3 separate regions of the Sus scrofa genome follow, and all the other regions are linked to region 1. The links are chromatin contacts, called in public HiChIP or PLAC-seq maps. All regions are on one chromosome and are shown on one strand. The core of a region is the stretch at or near the end of the contact, and the rest is flanking DNA. Distances in the headings are between cores, read along the strand shown. Region 1 holds the start of NFKB2 (nuclear factor NF-kappa-B p100 subunit). Region 2 holds the start of ELOVL3 (ELOVL fatty acid elongase 3). Region 3 holds the start of NOLC1 (nucleolar and coiled-body phosphoprotein 1).

The links. HiChIP or PLAC-seq counts read pairs in DNA pulled down with a chosen protein or histone mark.
Region 2: an H3K27ac HiChIP or PLAC-seq map of skeletal muscle shows a contact between it and region 1, with 8 times the contacts expected there. The contact joins the promoter of ELOVL3 here to the promoter of NFKB2 in region 1. A contact is called at or near these places in 13 of 47 Hi-C or Micro-C datasets (embryonic fibroblasts, fetal heart ventricle, fetal liver and 7 more) and 2 of 2 datasets of contacts at active chromatin or transcription factors (alveolar macrophages and skeletal muscle).
Region 3: a contact with region 1 is called in an H3K27ac HiChIP or PLAC-seq map of alveolar macrophages. The contact joins the promoter of NOLC1 here to the promoter of NFKB2 in region 1. A contact is called at or near these places in 1 of 5 promoter capture datasets (fetal liver), 1 of 47 Hi-C or Micro-C datasets (fetal liver) and 2 of 2 datasets of contacts at active chromatin or transcription factors (alveolar macrophages and skeletal muscle).

Annotation. Positions count from the first base shown.
Region 1 is chr14:113,403,886-113,407,732 of Sscrofa11.1, forward strand. NFKB2 (nuclear factor NF-kappa-B p100 subunit) reads left to right here and starts at 2,527. Exons shown (of 23, transcript XM_021072746.1): 1 at 2,527-2,648. LOC106506113 (a long non-coding RNA gene) reads right to left here and starts at 3,546. Exons shown (of 3, transcript XR_001301171.2): 1 at 3,024-3,546.
Region 2 is chr14:113,225,092-113,229,315 of Sscrofa11.1, forward strand. ELOVL3 (ELOVL fatty acid elongase 3) reads left to right here and starts at 1,767. Exons shown (of 4, transcript NM_001167634.1): 1 at 1,767-1,867; 2 at 2,811-2,942; 3 at 3,590-3,741; 4 at 3,993-4,224. The coding sequence starts at 1,767.
Region 3 is chr14:113,151,731-113,156,112 of Sscrofa11.1, forward strand. It overlaps NOLC1 (nucleolar and coiled-body phosphoprotein 1), which reads left to right and starts at 2,889. Exons shown (of 13, transcript XM_005671408.3): 1 at 2,889-3,218. The coding sequence starts at 3,099. PPRC1 (peroxisome proliferator-activated receptor gamma coactivator-related protein 1) reads left to right here. Exons shown (of 16, transcript XM_021072738.1): 13 at 1-14; 14 at 266-417; 15 at 698-797; 16 at 981-1,098. The coding sequence ends at 987.

The DNA.
Region 1 (3,847 bases), core at 1,277-3,776:
CAAAGTTACCCTGAAGAAAAAGAACAAAACAGGAGGCATAACCTTCAGACTTCAGACAATACAATAAAGCTACAGTAATCAACACAGTGTGGAACTGGTACAAAGACAGACATATGGATCAAGAGAATGGAATATAGAGCCCAGAAATAAACCCAGACACCAATGGTCAATGAATCTTCGACAAAGGAGGCAAGACTTTACAATGGGGAAAAGACAGTCTCTTCAGCAAGTGGTGCTGGGAAAGTTGTACAGCTGCATGTAAATCAATGAAACTAGAACACACCCTCATACCATGCACAAAAATAAACTCAAAATGGCTTAAAGAAATTCCCTTGTGTCTCAGGTCACTGCTGTGGTGTGGATTCAATCCTTCGCCCAGGAACTTTCAGATACCACAGGTACAACCAAAAAAAAAAAAAAAAGAAGACATAAATATAAGGAGTTCCCATCGTGGCTCAGAGGAAATGAATCTGTCTAGCATCCATGAGGACACAGGTTCAATCCCTGGCCTTGCTCAGTGGGTTAAGGATCTGGCATTTCTGTGAGCTGTGGTGTAGGTCGAAGATGTGGCTTAGATCCAGCATTGCTGTGGCTGTGGCATAGGCCAGCGGCTACAGCTCCGATTTCACCCCTAGCCTGGGAACCTCCATATGCCATAGGTGTGGCCCTAGAAAAGAAAAAACAAAAGACTTAAACATAAGACATGTCACCACAAAACACCTAGAAGAGACCACAGGTACAACATTCTCTGACATAAACCATACCAATGTTTTCTTAGGTCAGTATCCCCAGGCAGTAGAAATAAAAGCAGAAATAAAGAAATAGGACCTTACCAAACTTACAAACTTTTGCACAGCAAAGGAAACCATAAACAAAATGAAAAAACAACCCATAGAATGGGAGAAAATATTTGCAAATGATGTGATTGACAATGGCTTAATTTTCAAAATATACAAACAGCTCATACAATTCAATAACAAAAAACAAAACAAAACAAACTCAATCGAAAAATGGGCAGAAGACCTAAACAGACATTTCTCCAAAGAAGCCATATGGATGTCTTTCAATAGGCATGTGAAAAGATGCTCAACATTGCTAATTATTAGAGAAATGTAAATCAAAACTACAATGAGGTACCACCTCACACCGGTCAGAATGGCCATCATTAATAAGTCTACAAATAGTAAATGCTGGAGGTGATGTGGAGAAAAGGGAACCCTCCTACACCTTTGGTAGGAATATAAATTGTTACAACCACTATGGAAAACAGTATGGAGGTTCCTCAGAAAACTAAATACAGAACTCCCATATGATCCAGCAATCCCACTCCTGGACATATATCCAGACAAAGTTTTCATTCAAAAAGATACATGCATATAAAAAAATAAAAGATACATGCACCCCTAGGTTCATTGCAGTACTATTCACAATAGCCAAGACGTGGAAACAACCAAAGTGTCCATCGACATGGATGGATTAAGATGTGGTGCATATATACAATGAAATACTACTCAGCCATAAAAGAGAACGAAATAATACCATTTGCAGCAACATGGATGCAACTAGAAATTCTTATACTAAGTGAAGTAAGTCAGAAAGAGAAAGACAAATACCATATGACATCAATTACGTGGAATCTAAAATATGGCAAATATCTACAAAACAAAAACAGACTCACAGACATAGAGATCAGACCTGTGGTTATCAAGGGGGAGGGAGGAAGCAGTAAGATGGACGAGGAGGGAGTAGCAGACACTGCAAACAGTACAAAAGATAATTTTCTACTCTGGCGAAGTTTGAACTAATTTTGGATGGCTTTTCTATTCTGATATTCCAAATCTCTGTGAATGATGAACAAGGCCTGAGTCTCCCAGATAAACACCTCGTTTCTCTTACCCAACGCGGAGCTCCTGATCAGGTCTGAAAGTTTGCCCCCCACCCCGCAAAAAAAAAAAAAACAAAAAACAAAAAACTTTATAGAACAAGTTTTAGGTCCAGATTGCCTCTTCCAGGGAAGACTGAGATTACGGAGTCTCCTCGAGGCTCCAGAGCGGCCACCAGATGGCGCTCTGGCACCAACTGCAAATCAACTTCCTTCCTCTTCCCCTAACTCTTCCCGGCAGCGGGGCCCCCGCTCGAAGCGAGGGACCAGAGGGCTGGGTCCCTCCAGCTTCCCCTTGGGATTCCCCGGCTTCTGAGGTGGCCAAGCATTAGATGCAACATAAGCTGAGTAGCAGCAGGGGCTGCCAGCCGGCTGGGACAGGCCAGGGTAAGAGAGGAGACCGGAGCCGCGGTCCTCGGCTGGGGAATGGCGCTGGGTCAGCGGATCCCGCAGCAGGCTGGTCCCTAGGACAAAACTCACACCTGATTGAGGGCCATCCTCACTCTCGCTTCGCGCGCTGAGCAAATATTTCCCCTCTAAGGGGCGCGCCTGAGTCACTTGCGATTGGTTACTCGAGTCCGGAGTTAAACTTTCAGCCAATGAAAAACGGCATGGGGAGTGACGCACGGAAACGTCACGGGAATTCCCCCCTCCTGGGGCGGAAAAGGGGCTTTCCCGGCTGGAGTCCTGGTAGCTGGAAAGGTGTCGCGACCCGTCCGGGGTGGGTCGGGCCGGGAGAGAATCCGGAACCTGAGCCGCCGCAGCGGTGAGTGGCCGGGTTCAGACCCCTGGGTGGCAGGACACGGGGAAGGGCGGGAGGAGGACCCTTAGCTGACCGAGCCCAAGGGCTGAAGAGAGGCGTCTGCACACTCACAGAGAGCACGCACACGATCAAGATACACGCATACACACTGATGTCCTTGTATAAAGACAGGCGGGCCGTTTGTTACACCTTCACATATGCCGGCGTGTGCACAGCACTATCCATGCAGACTCGCTCACACAAGGACCCGCAAAACACGCACACCGTGCACAGGTGCCTGGACCCATACCCTTCACGCACAAACTCGAAGATGTGTTCACCTGTGCTCTTACATACATGCTCAGATGTTTCCGCACTGAGAAGTTTAAGGACACTCACCTGTATACGCATGTTCAAGCCATGAACACACAACACGCAAGCACATGGGCCGAAACACACTTGTACACCTATGATGCAGATGCATACATGTATTACACACGGCTTTGGGACTGGGGCGTAGGGCGTAGGCAGCCAGAGTAGGTGCAGTGTGGGAATTAACGGCTGTTGAGATGTTTTCGGGAGGGGTAACAGGGGAGCCCATCCCAAGGAGACCCTTTCCTTCCCCCGCCCCAGGGCCCCAGAGACCAGTTATCCGGGCAGAGCCCCGGGGCCCCTCACTGGGAAGAGCCCCCACCTACAGGCCTTCGGGGAGTAGGCCTTCCTACTGCAGGAATGTCCCCCCAAAAGCCCCCAGGGTGATTCAGCCGTGGCCTCACTCGGGGTAGAAAATCCCAAGGTTGCTCCAGGACGGGGGAGGGAAGGAGGCGGACCTGACCCCGTACTAGGAGCCTCCCCCAGCTTTGAAAGACCCTCCCGTCCCCGGCGCCTGCCCTGGAGGGAGGAGGAAGGGGTGCCCAGCCCCGCGGGACCTTCCCAGCATCTGGTAGCCCCTCGACTTCGCGGAGACGCTGCGGGCGCTAGCAAGCCAACTGAGACCTTGAGCCCCTCCCGTCTCGGGGGCGTGGCCAGTGCGTCATTTCCAGGCCCGCCCCCTCCGGCCCCGCCTCCCCCTGGTATTTTCGGGACTTTCCTAAGCTGTTCTAACTTTCCTGCCCTTCCCCGGCCCAGCCCAGCTCCGGATCTTGCCCTCCACCGGATCTTGCCCGCCACACCCGGACGGGTGGCTGGAGATCAGACCCTCCCCTAAATCCAGGCCCCCCCTT
Region 2 (4,224 bases), core at 517-3,016, 180 kb before region 1:
GCTGTAGTAACCAGGTAAGAGGTGATGAGGTGCAGAGACAAAGGGATGCACTCGAGAGTCATTTAGAGAGCACAGGCAGCACTTCCCACTCCACTCTTCCCTGGACAGTGGCTGGAGGTTCAAGGAAGTGGAGCTGGAATTCCTACCTCAGTCTGCTGGCTCCAGAGCCTGTGGACTTTACTGCATATAGCCATTTATAGTCACATCTTGATTTTATTTTATTTTAGTTTTTTTCTTTTTCCTTCCTTCCTTCCTTTCTTCCTCTCTCTCTCTCTTTTTTTTAATCTTTTCAGGGCCAAACCTGAGGCATATGGAAGTTTCCAGGCCAGGGGTCAAATCAGAGCTGTAGCTACCAGTCTACACCACAGCCACAGCAATGCAGGATCCAAGCAGCATCTGCTGCCTATGCCACAGCTTGCAGCAATGTTGGATCCTTAACCCACTGAGCGAGGCCAGGGATTGAACCCACATCCTCTTGGATATTATGTCTGGTTCTTAACCTGTTTAGCCACAACAGGAACTCCCACATCTTGAATCTAAATATTTTATATTTATTTTCCTTAGATTTGTTTTGCAAATCTCCATCTTCTCTCAGACTGCCTTCAAACCTTCTCTTTCTCCCTCATTTTCATAAAGCCTAGGAGAGAAATAAGGGACAGGCAAGGAAGGACTTAAAAGTTGTAAAATAATTTATTTTGGGGGGACTGGGGTACACAGGCATGAAAAAAGTAAATTTGCTTAGCTAAGCACAGACTAGGAGAGAACTGCAGGCCACTGGGAGATGCATTGCACCACCTCTTCTATAAACCCCAGGAGATCTCCAGGGAACCTGAAGACAATCATCCTAAATGCCCAGAGGGTGACCTCATTTCCTCCCCAGGGTTAGTACTGAGTGTCAGGCTGGAACCGTTCAGGAATTCAGGAAACTGTAAAGAAACCACAACAGCCTCAACAACTATCTCTCCAAACATCAACATCAACTACCTCGACAATAAAACTCATTCCAATTCATCTCCCTCCCGCCCACAACCACAGACTTGAAGCAGGCAGATGGGAACTCGAAGGAGGCAGATGAGGCGTCCTTTGCTGCCCCTTCCCCAGCCTGACCCATCCTTATCCTGGTTTTATCCAGGGTCTCAAGTCTCGGGTCTTGGAGAGATGGGAAACTGACACCTCTATCTCTGGATGGGGACACCAGAGGCTGAGGACACCTCCGTTCTCTCCTCACTGCCAGGTGGGCCAGGAATAAAGCAAACTGCGGCAAAGGTCAGCTATGACAGCGTCAGGAGAAGCCTGACCTGCCCGGGTAATTGGCAAGGCCACAAGGGCTCAGCCAAGCAGGTGGAGGTGGAGGTGTTGGGCTCCAGAGGGGGAAGTGGGCTTGGCCAACAAGGGCTGTTCTAGTGCGAGGGGCGGGGGGAGGCGCCCTTGAGAATGACCAATCAGAGAGCGGGCTTCGGCCCGGGGGCGAGACAGGGGCGTGTTTGGTCGAGATTGGAGAACTGCCCGGCGCTGGGAGGGGGCTGCGCCCTGCTGAGGCGCGCAGCCTTGCAATTCCACGTTACGTATCGCAGTGGCGGCGGCGGCGGCGCCAGTCCGGCCAGCTGGACTGCAGCGCACGTCCCGGTGTCTGACTCTCTTCGGCTTGCCGCGGAGTTCCTCGGATTCTGGGTTTGGTCAGTCCTGCCCCAAGGTTCGCTCCATTCTCCGTCCCTTAACTCTCGTCTAGCTCCCCAAGCTCCCGATCTCAGCATCTGCAAAACGAAATGGTCACAGCCATGAATGTCTCAAACGAAATAGAGCAGATATTCCAGCCCTACAACTTCGAGCTGTTCCAGGACATGAGGCCCTTTTTGGAGGAGTACTGGTGAGACCTAAGGAAGGGGAAGGGCCAAGTCAGGGGCCCGACCCTGATGACTGCTCTTTGGGGGAGGGAGGTTGGAGGGGGGCGGTGCGAGACACAGAACGTCCGTGGTGATTTTGCCAAAGAGCAAAGGTATTGGACTCCCCAGTATTGACTTCATGTCTCCGTTGTTCAAGGTGCAGATAGTGAGTGTGGCAGCTCAGAGAGGTAAGATCTAGAAGAAAGAAAGGCAGGATAGGAGGATGGGGTGAGCAGTGTGGGAGAAGACGGGAAGCCAAGGGGAAAGAGTGTAGTGAGAACTGGTCTCTGAGGAATGGAGTTGATCTGAACTCCTACTCCCAGCCCCCTTATGAAGGACTCTCCTCCATCCTTTGTGGCTCTGTGTGCGAGGCCGCGTGCATAGTGCTGGTGCCCAGGGACAGCCTGCCCTTCACAGGACTCACGTTATTCCTCAAATGCTCCAGCCTTCCTGCTTTGGAGAAGGAGGCAAAGTCAGGGTGCTCTTCCAAGATTGACTTGGGCTCTGACCTAGGGCTCCTCGAGGTGTGTGGGCTGACTTTGTGCTCCAGTCAATTTGCTGTGACTCAAGCAGGCTACATGCTTCTTATATCAGAGCCTTGAGTTGCTTCTAGGCATGGGCCAGCAGCGGCCACCCACTTCCAACCTCACTGAGAGAGCAGTGATCACAGAAACTTTGGACAGAGCCCCTGCCCTGTGTTGGGTACTTTATTTACATACATTAACACCACCAGGAAAGGAGTGTTATTTCCCCCTTACAAATAAGGAAACCGATGCTCGGAAAACTAAGTCGTTTTTCCAATGTCACACAGCTAGTAAGTGGCAGAGCTGGGATTCCAACCCAGAGCACTCATCTGGAGAGATGAATAGGCATTCCATTAACCAGCACCCACCCATAAGCCCATCCCCTCTGCCTTCTGACTGCCAGGGCAACCTCATTCCCCATAGTTCTGGTCTACCTGCTGCTCATCTTTGTGGGGCAGAAGTACATGAAGTCACGGAAGGGCTTCAACCTGCAAGGGCCTCTCATCCTTTGGTCCTTCTGCCTTACGGTCTTCAGGTAAGACCCTTCCCCCCCCCACTCTTGTAGACCCTCCTTCTATCCCTAAAAGCTTTCTAGAAACCTCAATTGCATCAGCTCCCCAAGTTGCTCCCCTAACTCTCTCCCCACCCCATTCTCTCAGCTCTGTCTCCTCTTCCTAGGATCCATCCTTTTCATATTGCCCTGATTTCTTTCTTCTTCAGCCCGCAAACCAGCAGTCTCTACTCTCTCTCATGGGTCCTCTTGTGCACCTGGAGTCTGATACTTCCAACAATTTCCCCAGTCTCTAATACTCTCTGCATCTAACACCCTCTCCCAAGACCTTCCAGTAACTTCCCCAGCCCCTCCTTCCATATTTCTTCCCCCAAACTTCTGGATCTCTCCCATCCTGCCACCTACCTCCCAGACCCATCCTATGAGCCCTATTCCTTAACTCAACTTTTAACCTCCAGCATTCCCTGGCCCTTCCCCAGCTCCCATCTCTTCTAGATTACTGGTTGGCTCTACCAGGTTGGCCCCAGGATCTCAGAAGCTGTGACCCACCCCTCTGGAAGGGTGGGGAGGTGGTGGATCTTGGGTCAGTGACCTGACCAGGCCAAGGCAGAAGAAGTGTGGATTGGTGCTTGGGGAGCATCCTTATACCTTTTGTCTCTATCCCATTTCAGTATCCTCGGGGCAGTGAGGACATGGGGATTTATGGTGGCCGTGCTCCTTAGGGGGAGCCTAAAGCAAACTGTGTGCTTCACCAACTCCACTGACAATCCCATAATCAAATTCTGGTCCTGCCTCTTTGTTCTCAGCAAGATCATTGAACTTGGTGAGTGACAAGGCTTTGTCTCTCTAGTGTTCAGTCAATTGCATCCCTCCTCAGCACCACCCCCCATCACATGGAGAGTCCCTTCCCTGCTCCTGGGTCCCGACAATACCTCTTACCCAAGCCCCTCTTCAGATTCTCTGCCACAAAGACCCCTCTCCCTGCCCTGAAAATTCCCCACATGCCCCCATGTCTAGTGTGGAGGGTGGTCCCAGCCCTGGGTGGTATGTCAGCTGTGACTCCTCATCCCCCAGGAGACACGGCCTTCATCATCCTGCGAAAGCGGCCACTCATCTTTGTGCACTGGTACCACCACAGCACAGTGCTACTGTATTCAAGCTTTGGATACAAGGACAAGGTGGCTGCGGGCGGCTGGTTCATGACTATGAACTACGGTGTACATGCCATCATGTACACCTACTATACTCTGAGAGCTGCCAAAGTGAAGCCCCCCAAGTGGTTTCCCATGTTCATCACCAGCCTGCA
Region 3 (4,382 bases), core at 1,639-4,138, 250 kb before region 1:
TTCCGTGTCCAAGGGTGAGGTTGGGCCCTAAGGTCAGGACGTCCTTTCTGTCCCATTTATCCACCTTCATGCTTCTTGTCTTTCTTGGTTGCTCTGGTGAGCTGGGCAATGTAGGATACCTTCTTTTCTATATAGAAGTTAGAGGTTTGGCCGTTTGGGGAATGAGAAGAACCACCCCAGACCCTCAGTGTACCCCGGGAAGCTCTCTTCTCCATGGCACATGGCCAAATAGCCATTTCAGCCTCTGTTTCACCCTCCCCACCAGTGACAACTATGGCTTCGTCACTTACCGCTATGCCGAGGAGGCATTTGCAGCCATTGAGAGTGGCCACAAGCTGAGGCAGGCCGATGAGCAGCCCTTTGATCTCTGCTTTGGGGGCCGCAGGCAGTTCTGCAAGAGAAGCTATTCTGATCTTGGTGAGTGGAGGGAGGCCTTTGGTATACTTCATCTCCTCCCCCAGCATGTCCCCAGCCTTTTGAGAGGGGGTTAATTGGGCAGACTTATCTTCCTCTGAAACATGAAGAGCCTCTAGGGTGGGATGAAAGGAGAATTGGGGGCTCTCCTGTCTTTTGACTTAAATCTAGGTGATTTTAGCCCCATCCATTATTGATATGAGAGGTTGCTGGCCATTTGAGGACCCTGTGATTGGGAGGTGTACTCAGAGACCTTGCTGTTTGTCTTTCTCTCCCTTTATAGACTCCAACCGGGAAGACTTTGACCCTGCTCCTGTAAAGAGCAAATTTGATTCTCTTGACTTTGACACATTGTTGAAACAGGCCCAGAAGAACCTCAGGAGGTAACCCTGGGCCCTTCTCCCCAACTCCCTTTTCTTTGGAGGTGCCCAACCTCCTCCATCCCCCTCCCCTAGTCTAGGGGAGAGAGCTGCTAGTGAGATGACTGTTTTATAAAGAAATGGAAAAAAGTGAAATAAAAATGTGTTAAATCAGATTTTTTAAAGGGTATTTGTTTTTTATAACAGGCATTGAAACACGTCAACTTGCATTCCTATGTAAGATGGATGGGGCCGAGGGGTTCTCCCAGTGTTGAGAAAATCTAATAAGTCACTATGCAGACTAATAAACATGAACTAGAGAGAACTCCCAGGTGCTGTTGTGCTTCTTTTTACGGTGCTCGTACTGCCAGACAATCACTTTTCTTCTCTGAACATAAAAGAGACATGCTTGCCTCTCTAGTTCCTAGGATCCCTCTTTGGTCAGATGCAAAAATCCTATTAGACTTCAAACTGCTCAAGGGTGTTGTTGGTAAAATCAGTCATCTAGGGCAGTGCTTCTCAAACTAAAAGGGCATTTGAATCATCTGGAGAGCTTTTTAAAAGGCAGGTTCTGGGAGTTTACTGGTGGTTCAGTGGGTTAAGGATCTGGCATTGTCACTGCAGTGGCTCAGGTTGCTGCTGTTGCATGGGTTCAATCCCTGACCCAGGAACTTCCAGGGGCTGCTGGTGTGGCCCCCAAAACAACAACAAAAAAAATGCAGATTCTGACTTATGGGGTAGGGGGTCTGATCTCTGCATTTCCATCAAGAGTATGCTGGTGCTACTGGTCCAGGAAGTAATTTTAATATCAAAGTACCCCCACACATATTCCAAATAAAGGTTTTCTAAACCGAAGCTTGTGTGTACACAGACCTTATTAGCTTGAGCCACACACAATGCTTGGTGTTCAGCAAGTGCTCAGGTGTTTAAAGAATGCATGCGGGAAGATAGATCTTTGGGGAAGAGGAATTATACCAAGGACAGGGGAGTGCCTGTTTTGATGAAGGCAAAGGAAAGGTGTGTCCCTTTAGAAAGTGGAGCCTTACTTTCCTGAAGGGCGTGAATGGGAAGTAATCGAGAGGTAGTGGATAGGACTGAAAGGATTGCTGTCTAATGTGAACTGAAACGTGATAGAATTTATTTGGCAGGCCTGGGCACTGATTGATATTTGAGTACTCATGACAGGGATTGCGTTTTTTTGTTTTTATTTTAATGGCCACACCCATGGAATATGGAAGTTCTCTGGTCAGAGATTGAATCCAAGCTGCAGCTGTAACCTATGCTACAGCTGTGGCAACACCAGATCCTAACTCAGATCCTTAAACCCCCTGTGCCACAGCAGGAACTCCTTGTTTTGTTTTTGGTTTTGCCTGTGCCCAAGGCATGCAGGACTTATCAGGCTAGGGCTTCAACTCTTGCCACAGCAGTCACAGAGCCACACTAGTGACAAGGAATCCTTAACCTGCTGAGCCTTGAGGGAACTCCAGTTGAAGGGTTTTCTAGTTTTCCCCCAGGGAGAGTACCGGGTGTGAAAGTGGAAGGGTCATTTTCAGGGTTCTAGATTTGAAGAGATTGCTGCTGTCACTCAGATTTGGTGCAAAACCGCTTTTCCCTTCATGGAACTGACTTAAGGCTGTATAAGTAAAAGAAGAAAGGCTGTCTCAAGGGCAAGTCGTAATTTTGGAAGGGGCAGTTTTGAAGATCAGCACCTCATCACTACAACGGATAATCTGAAGAATCCTGTAATGGAGATGGGAGTGCAGAGGTTGGTGTGATACCCTGAGAAAGGGCCTCCCAGGGTGTCGGAGACAGTGAAGATGAAGGGTGGGAATCCACTGGCAGCACCGATAGAAGCAGTATGGGAAGTCATGTGACCAAGCTAAAGGGAGTTCAAAGTCAGCTCGGTCTCCCCAGCCCACTCCTTACCCTGGCATCCACAAGTCAGGGGCGCAGGTAACCACCACCCCAGGAAATGTGGCTGCGGCTGAAAGGCTTAGAAAGGCTGGGCGCGAGAACTCCGGAGTTTTCCCGCCACATCTCTAGGGCGTGACCCCTTGACGTCAGGGCTCCGCCTCCACAAAGTAGCCGAAGGGCGGGCTCCGCCCTAACCAAGATGGCGACACTCGTGGGACCGGAAAGAGTTCATAGATTTCGCCTTTACCCAGCCTCCAAGGCGGGAGCGGGAAGGCCCTGCGGCGTGTGCCCGCCCCTTCCGCTGTGTCCCGCGCAGCGCGGAGGCATCACACTGGCCCGTCTCAGCCCCTCCTGTTCCGGGTTCCTGAGTCGTGTGCGTCCGCGACGGTAGTGACGCGTATTGTCCGGAGGATGGCGGACGCCGGCTTGCGCCGCGTGGTTCCTAGCGACCTGTATCCTCTCGTGCTCGGCTTTCTGCGTGATAACCAGCTCTCGGACGTGGCCAATAAGTTCGCCAAGGCAACAGGCGTTGTGAGTTCCGGGTTTGGGACATAAGGGGGGATGACCACAGGGCTCTGGGCCCTGACATGCTTAGGTTTGCAGGTAAGGAGGTCTGTGGGGTCCTCCAGCCCAGTGTTTTGGGCCTTTGTGCCGAGCTCTCGGCAGTGTCCAGAGAAACCCTGGAATGCCGGCATCTCTTCCACGAAGTCTTACTACTCAGCGACAAGCCTTGTTGCTTTTTTTGGTGAGAGGTGAGGCGGCGGCGGCGGCAGCAGCAGCGTGGGACCCGCGTGGCCTAGGTCACGTGGCTGACAATGTTGCGAGAAGGGAGCGCTGTGTCCCACCAGAGGCATTGGAGGCTCCTGGTTCCTTCTTTGTGCTTTATCTTAGCTGATGCCAAGCGTGACTTGGACCTTAACTCTCAAATTTGAAACACAAATGAAATTGCTTTAGAAATAATGAAGGCTGGGATTTTCCTTAGTAAGAAAGGGAACGAGAGTAGAGGCAGGCAGGGTTCTGCTTCTAGTTATACTGAGGTAGGCTTGAGCATCATAGCTCTTCGAGGCATAGCTGTGAGCTTGACTCTTAACTTCTGGCATCAGACAAGTCTAAGTTTGGGAACAGCCTCTGCTTAAAAAAATGTATGATCCCGGGCAGCTTGCCTAGCCTCTCTGAATCTGACTTCTGTGGCGATGTCATCATGCACTTAATAGGATTTTTGGAGTTCTCTTGGTGCGGCATGTTAAGGATCCGACACTGTCTCTGCAGCTACTTGGGTTCCTGCTGTGGTGAGGGTTTGATCCCTGGCCAGGGAACTTCTACATGCAGTGGCCGCAACCAAAAAAAAAGTTTTCGTTGCTTTGTAGGAGTTTTGTGATTTTCAGTAGCAAGATATATACTAAGTGGCAATACCAGTGCTTTGTGCTCAGGAAGCATCAGTGAATGAATGCTCTTATCTTAGTTACGGTAACTTAGGATGTTCCAAGTACAGGTAAAGGGTGATGACCAGGAATGTGAAAGGTTTGTAATCTACATCTCAAGGAAAGCTGGCATGACTACATGCAAAAACACCTTGAGAGAGGGTAGAGTGGAATGGTAATCTTGGTGGTCTTGGTCTTTGACTAGGAGGATGGACTTGTTCTTTGTGGTAGATCGAGCCTTTCCGCAGTAGGCTGGATGAAATTGGGCCTTTCA